Regions from separate parts of the Bos taurus genome. Here region 1 is linked to region 2. A link is a contact called in public Hi-C data. All regions are on one chromosome and are shown on one strand. The core of a region is the stretch at or near the end of the contact, and the rest is flanking DNA. Distances in the headings are between cores, read along the strand shown.

Evidence for each region. A called contact is a pair of places that touch in the nucleus more often than the background predicts.
Region 1: a contact with region 2 is called in a Hi-C map of skeletal muscle, with 4 times the contacts expected there. The contact joins the enhancer-like site here to the promoter of C15H11orf96 in region 2. A contact is called at or near these places in 3 of 11 Hi-C or Micro-C datasets (liver and skeletal muscle).

The regions. Positions count from the first base shown.
Region 1 is chr15:74,097,706-74,100,405 of ARS-UCD2.0, forward strand. No RefSeq gene overlaps it. Among named protein-coding and RNA genes, the nearest start is that of C15H11orf96, 55 kb to the left of the region's middle. Within about 2 kb of position 1,271, at least 22 of the 102 cell types and tissues checked have an H3K27ac peak or open chromatin away from gene starts, as enhancers often do. A contact at or near this core is called in skeletal muscle, where this site is marked.
Region 2 is chr15:74,042,630-74,045,329 of ARS-UCD2.0, forward strand. It overlaps C15H11orf96 (chromosome 15 C11orf96 homolog), which reads left to right and starts at 1,350. Exons shown (of 1, transcript NM_001145035.1): 1 at 1,350-2,700. The coding sequence starts at 1,674. The coding sequence ends at 2,045.

The sequences.
Region 1 (2,700 bases), core at 21-2,520, 55 kb after region 2:
TGAGATCATGCTGACCTCAGGGCCTTTGCACCTGCTGTTTCCTCTGCCTGGAACAGCCCTTTCTCCAGAGCTCCACCAGGCTGGTTCCTTCTCTTTCCGTGGGCTCAGCCTAAATGCCACCTCTTCAGAGAGGCAAAGCCCTCCAAACCCTCCTTTCTGTCAAGTGCCTCCCAGCCCTGTTTGCTCCCGTCACATGGGTGTTGCCGTTGGTCATCCCACCTTCCTTTGCTGGCTTGTCATTTGATTGTCTCGCCCACAAGTGCAGGGACCTTATCTGAGGGGTTTGCTGGGCAAATTTCACGGCAGCAAACGCTGATAGGTGTGTGCTCGGTTGATCAGTCGTGTCTGACTCTTTGGGGCCCCATGGACTGTAGCCCCTCAGACTCCTCTGTCCATGGAATTTTCCAGGCAAGAATACTGGACTGGGTTGCCACTTGCTCCTCCAGGGGATCTTTCCGACCCAGGGATCGAACCCATGTCTTCTGCTTTGGCAGGAGGATTCTTTACCATTAGCGCCACCTGGGAAGCCCCCAGCATTTGATATTCCCCCAATAAACTTCTGTTAACTAAATGAAGGAAAGAGTTCCCTCACCACTCCCATCCCAGAAGAGGTAAATAAGTTCTAGGGATGTCCCCACTCCAAGAACTGGCATGGTGTGGGCACTGCCAGACCCTCTTCCCTCTTTCTGGTGTCCTGGTCCTCTCGAGTCCTCATGACGAGCTGTCTAATGGATTCTTAATTTCCCCTGTTACTGTGGCAGGGGCGTAGGCATCAGGATTTTCATACATTTGTTCATTCACGCCTGCGTTTATCCTGAACTTCCCAGCAACGTGAAGTCAGAAGACCTGGGCCTGGATGCGACCCCTGCCACCAACCCACTGTGTCACTTTCGTCAGGTCTCAGCTGCACCCCGAGCTCAGTTTGTTCCTGTGCCGAAGCGGAGGTGGGGATGGTGGACCTGGTGGACACACTCCTCGCCTCCATCAGAAAGGCCTTGGGGACGCCGTCCAGGCGGGGTCCAGGTGGGCTCCAGGACGCCCGACTCCAGGCTGGAGCAAAACTTGAGTCCTGGCTTCACAGCGAGGAGATGACTGTCGGTTCCCTGCTGGCCTGTGGTCTGTGTCCAGCCCCAGCTGGTGTCTGGGAATGGAGGGAAGCGGGACAGGAAATGAAATCTGGGTCACCAGCCCACCCAGCCTCCCCACTCCACCACCCACATTCCCAGGCTTGCTCTGCCTGCCTCTGAACCGAGCCTCTTCGCAGACCATGGGGGTGGCCCAGGGCCCATGCAGTATCTGTCCCCATCTAGGGGAGGAGCGGGGAACACAGGGCAGGAGGTCGAGCCAACTTCCCAGAATAAGCCCCGCAGCTCTTCCCAAGCGAACAGAATGCAGAGAAGCCAGCGTTCCCAAGTTCAAGGCCAAGGCAGGGCGGAGGTCCCTGCGGAGGTGGGTCTGAGGCTGGGGTATGGTGGGAACAATGATGTGCTTTTGGCAGGCCCAGAAGATTTTTCCTTTCTGGAACTTTAGGCGGATGCCTTCCCGCTCCCCCGCCTCCTGCAGGGAACTTCCTCAGGCCAAGCACCAGCAAAATCTGGAAGAATCTGCCTGGAAGCTGATTTCCCTGGTTTCTGTCCCAGAGGTCAGCTCTGCATCCCCACTCTGATCCCAAAACAACAAAACAGGATAGATGAAATCCCCTGATGTTCTAGGCGCAGGCAAGTGTTTTCCACGGTGTGAACCTCTCTCTCCTACGGACTTGATCTCACAACCTTCCCCCTTTCAAAGACAAGTGGTTTATGAAGCTAATTCATACTAACATGTGAACAAGTGCCTGCTGACCTTCGCCTGCCCTGTGTATCTGACTATGAGCTCCTGGAGCATAGGGACTGGTTTATTCCTCTTCATGGTTGCAGTGCCAGGTACAAGGTTTGGTTCAGAGTTGGTGTTGTGTGGATCATCATAAAGAAGACAGAAATAACAAAAATAAATCATAACAGCTAACAACTACTGGATGTCTTCTAAATGCCACAGAATCAGGTAAGGGCTTTATGTATGTTACCTTATCTCATCTTCACCTTGGTGAAGATGTGGTAGGTACTGTACTTATCCCCATTTTACAGAGGAGGAAACTGAGGCTCGGGGAGGTGAAATAACTTATCCAGGAATCTAAAGCGGTGGCGGCAGTGTTCAAATCACGGCAACCTGACTCCCAAATGCACGTTCTTAACGGAGTAAGCTAGGTAATTTGGACCAAGGTTAATTAGGCTCGATCTGAAGTTCTTCTTTTACAAAACACTCAACACCTCCTCTTCCCAAATATCTCTAATGATGAATTTTAGGCTTCTATGAGTGTGGGTTTCTGTTTTATTTTTTCAGGAAGTCCCCAAATCCCAATCAGAGTGATTCGGGAGAGGACTGGAAGACGTCAACCAAATCCCGATCAGAGTGACTCGGGAGAGGACCGGAAGGCATCCACGGATGCGGTTTTCCTCCCTACCTTCTCTCCCGCTCCCACCTGCCTGGTGAAAATATAGGAGCCCCTGGGATGCCCAGCTTCAGGGCGGGCTTGGAAAAGGCTCCGGGAAGCCAGGCCTTTGCTGGAGGGCAGGGAGCCTCACTTTGGGTTCGCCTGAAGCCCCTGTTTTTCAGAGGTCCCCTGTCTGCCCTCCTCGTGGCTTACTCTGCACAGGTGTTCGT
Region 2 (2,700 bases), core at 100-2,599:
CTCTTACTGTCCTGGGGGAGCATCTTAAATACTCTGAGGAGCCTTTCCTGGCCACCGCAGATCCCCGCCCCCACCCCTCCACACCCCCATCTCTCTGTCTGCATCCCTGTCACTCCACCCCCAGTACGTTTCTTGTTTAGGTGTTTATTGTCTACTCTGCCCGCTTCCCTAGACTGTAACTTTCATGAGGGCAAGGACTTTCCTGAGCTGGTATTCTGCAGGTTCTCAATAAATCTTTGTTGAATGGCTATGGAAGGAATGGAGGCCGAAGTCCATTGATTCCCTCCTTTCCCAGCAGCCCTGAGAGCTGGGTGCTGGCACTCCAGGGCCACGTGTCAAAAACAATGCTCAGGGTTTTTTCCTTGGGAGCCTGGGAACCCCAGGCAGGGGGCCTACTTTTAGAAGCCCTGGGGGCATTGGTGGGCACCAACCCTTAGCAGGGGACGATCAGAGCCTGGAGTCTGGAGTGGAGACGGCTCGGTCTATCAGTCTCTAGTGGACTACTGATCCTCTCTGTGCCTCCACTTTCTCATATGTAAAACTGCGAGAATACCAGCTACCTCACAGGGCTGTTAGGGAGATTAAGTGGGATAATATATGTAAAACACAGCTCCCTGCCCGGCTTGGAGTAAAGCTCTCCAGATGGTTAGTTATCATTATTGTTGTTGTCAGTGCCATATCTAAGTGTCATTCTTCTGAGCATGAATGGGGGTGCGCGAGGGACTTGGAGGGTGCAGGTAGTTGAAGACACAGACATAAAGACAATTAGGGGAGAGAAGTGGACTGGAGTCATCAGCTGTGTTTGTATTCATGAGTGCCTCTGTGCGTGTGTTTGTGTGCGCGCGTGGGGAGGAGAGGCGGCATGGATCCAAAGGAGAAATCCGGTCTTTCCTCGGAACTCGGTTTTGGGGAGCCCGAGGGGCCTGGCTTTCCCTGCGGCAAGGAAGACTGGGAAGCTGCCTCCGCCCCGCGCGCGCTCAGCCCAGAACCCGAGGCCAAACAACCGAGCGTCTCGATTGTGTGCTTCTGGGATTAGGCGGCTGGATGGGGCAGGGGTGGGGGGGCTGACTTGCGCCCCCGCGGCCAGCACGCTTGGTCCAGACTTGGGGAATCCCAGGGCGGGCGGGACCGCCTCGCTCCCCGACCGCCCCGCGCCCGGGCCCCGCCGCCCGCTCCGCAGCCTCGGATGCTCCCGAACGCCCGCGGGCGGGGCCTGCCTTCCGGAGCTGGGTTGACGGGCGGCGCGGGGCGGGGAAAGGGCCGCTACTTTCCCAGAGTGGCGGGGCGACGTCAGGCGGAAGGGCGCGGGGCGCGCACGCTTTAAATGGCATTCGCTGTCATCCGAGCTCGCAGCCGTGTGGGCAGGAGCCGGCTATATAAGCGGCGGGCCGGGCCGACGCCGGGCAGACGGCGACAGCGGCGGCGGCGAGCGCCTCGGAGCAGCGCACCCCCCACCCCACCCAGCCCCGGAGGCCCGCGCCCCCCGACGGGCCCGCCCGCCCTCCAGAGGAGCGCCGACCCGGGCCCGTGAGGGCCGCCACCACCCCGCAGCAGATTTGGATCCTCCGCGCGGCGAGCCCCAGGCTGCTGCCTCCCGGGGGGCCCCGGCGCAGCGGCCGCCCCCGGAGAGCCCCGCCGCCCCGCCGGCCGACCCCGAAAACGCCGGCCGCGCCATGGCGGCCGCCAAGCCCGGCGAGCTGATGGGCATCTGCTCCAGCTACCAGGCGGTGATGCCGCACTTCGTGTGCCTGGCCGACGAGTTCCCGCAGCCCATGAGGCCCACCAAGCTGTCCAAGGGCAAGGGCCGGCTGCGGCGGCCGCGCCAGTCCCGTTTCAAGACGCAGCCGGTGACCTTCGACGAGATCCAGGAGGTGGAGGAGGAGGGGGCGTCCCCTATGGAGGAGGAGAAGGCCAAGAAGTCGTTCCTGCAGAGCCTGGAGTGCCTGCGCCGCAGCACGCAGAGTCTGTCGCTGCAGAGGGAGCCGCTCAGCGGCTGCAAACTGAGGAACAGCCTGGACTCCAGCGACTCCGACTCGGCCCTGTGACCGGCGCCGCCCGCAGCCGGGACTCGCGCGCCCGGGCGGCGCGTCGCGACGGACCAGCGTGCGAACCCCGAGGGGGCCCCGCGCCCTGCACTCGGGGTCCCCTATCCGCTGAGCACCCTGGTTGGGGGACCGCCTGGACCCTCACCCGACAGCAAACTGGTCCGGGCGCCCCGAGCTGAGCTCGCCCCGGGCGGGAGCGCGCGCCGGGAAGCCGGGGCGCCGGGGAAGGGGGTGCCGCCTTTCTTTGCCCTTGTAAATGTTTATTTTTTAACTCTTCCCAGTACGAACTCTGCTGTGAGTGTGTGCGGGGAGGCGCACCCGCACTGAGTCGCCGCGGGTCCCTGGGGCTTCGCGGAGAGTCGCTCCACGCCCTTGTCCGATGGTCTGAAACTCCGATTTTTGCACACCGCTCCACCGTGCCCACCCCTCCCGGCCACCCCCCGCGCGCACACCCGTTCACACTCACGCCGACCCACTCTCGCTGAACACTTTTATAATTGTTAGGCGCGGCCGATGGGACTTGGGGCGCAGCGCAGCTGGCGCTGTGGCCGGAGGATTGATATTTATTTTTGCATTGCGATGGCTGACGGCGTTTATTTAACGATCTTTTTACCTAGATATGTCTGTGAGGCTCCCGAACGGAGACAAATAAAGT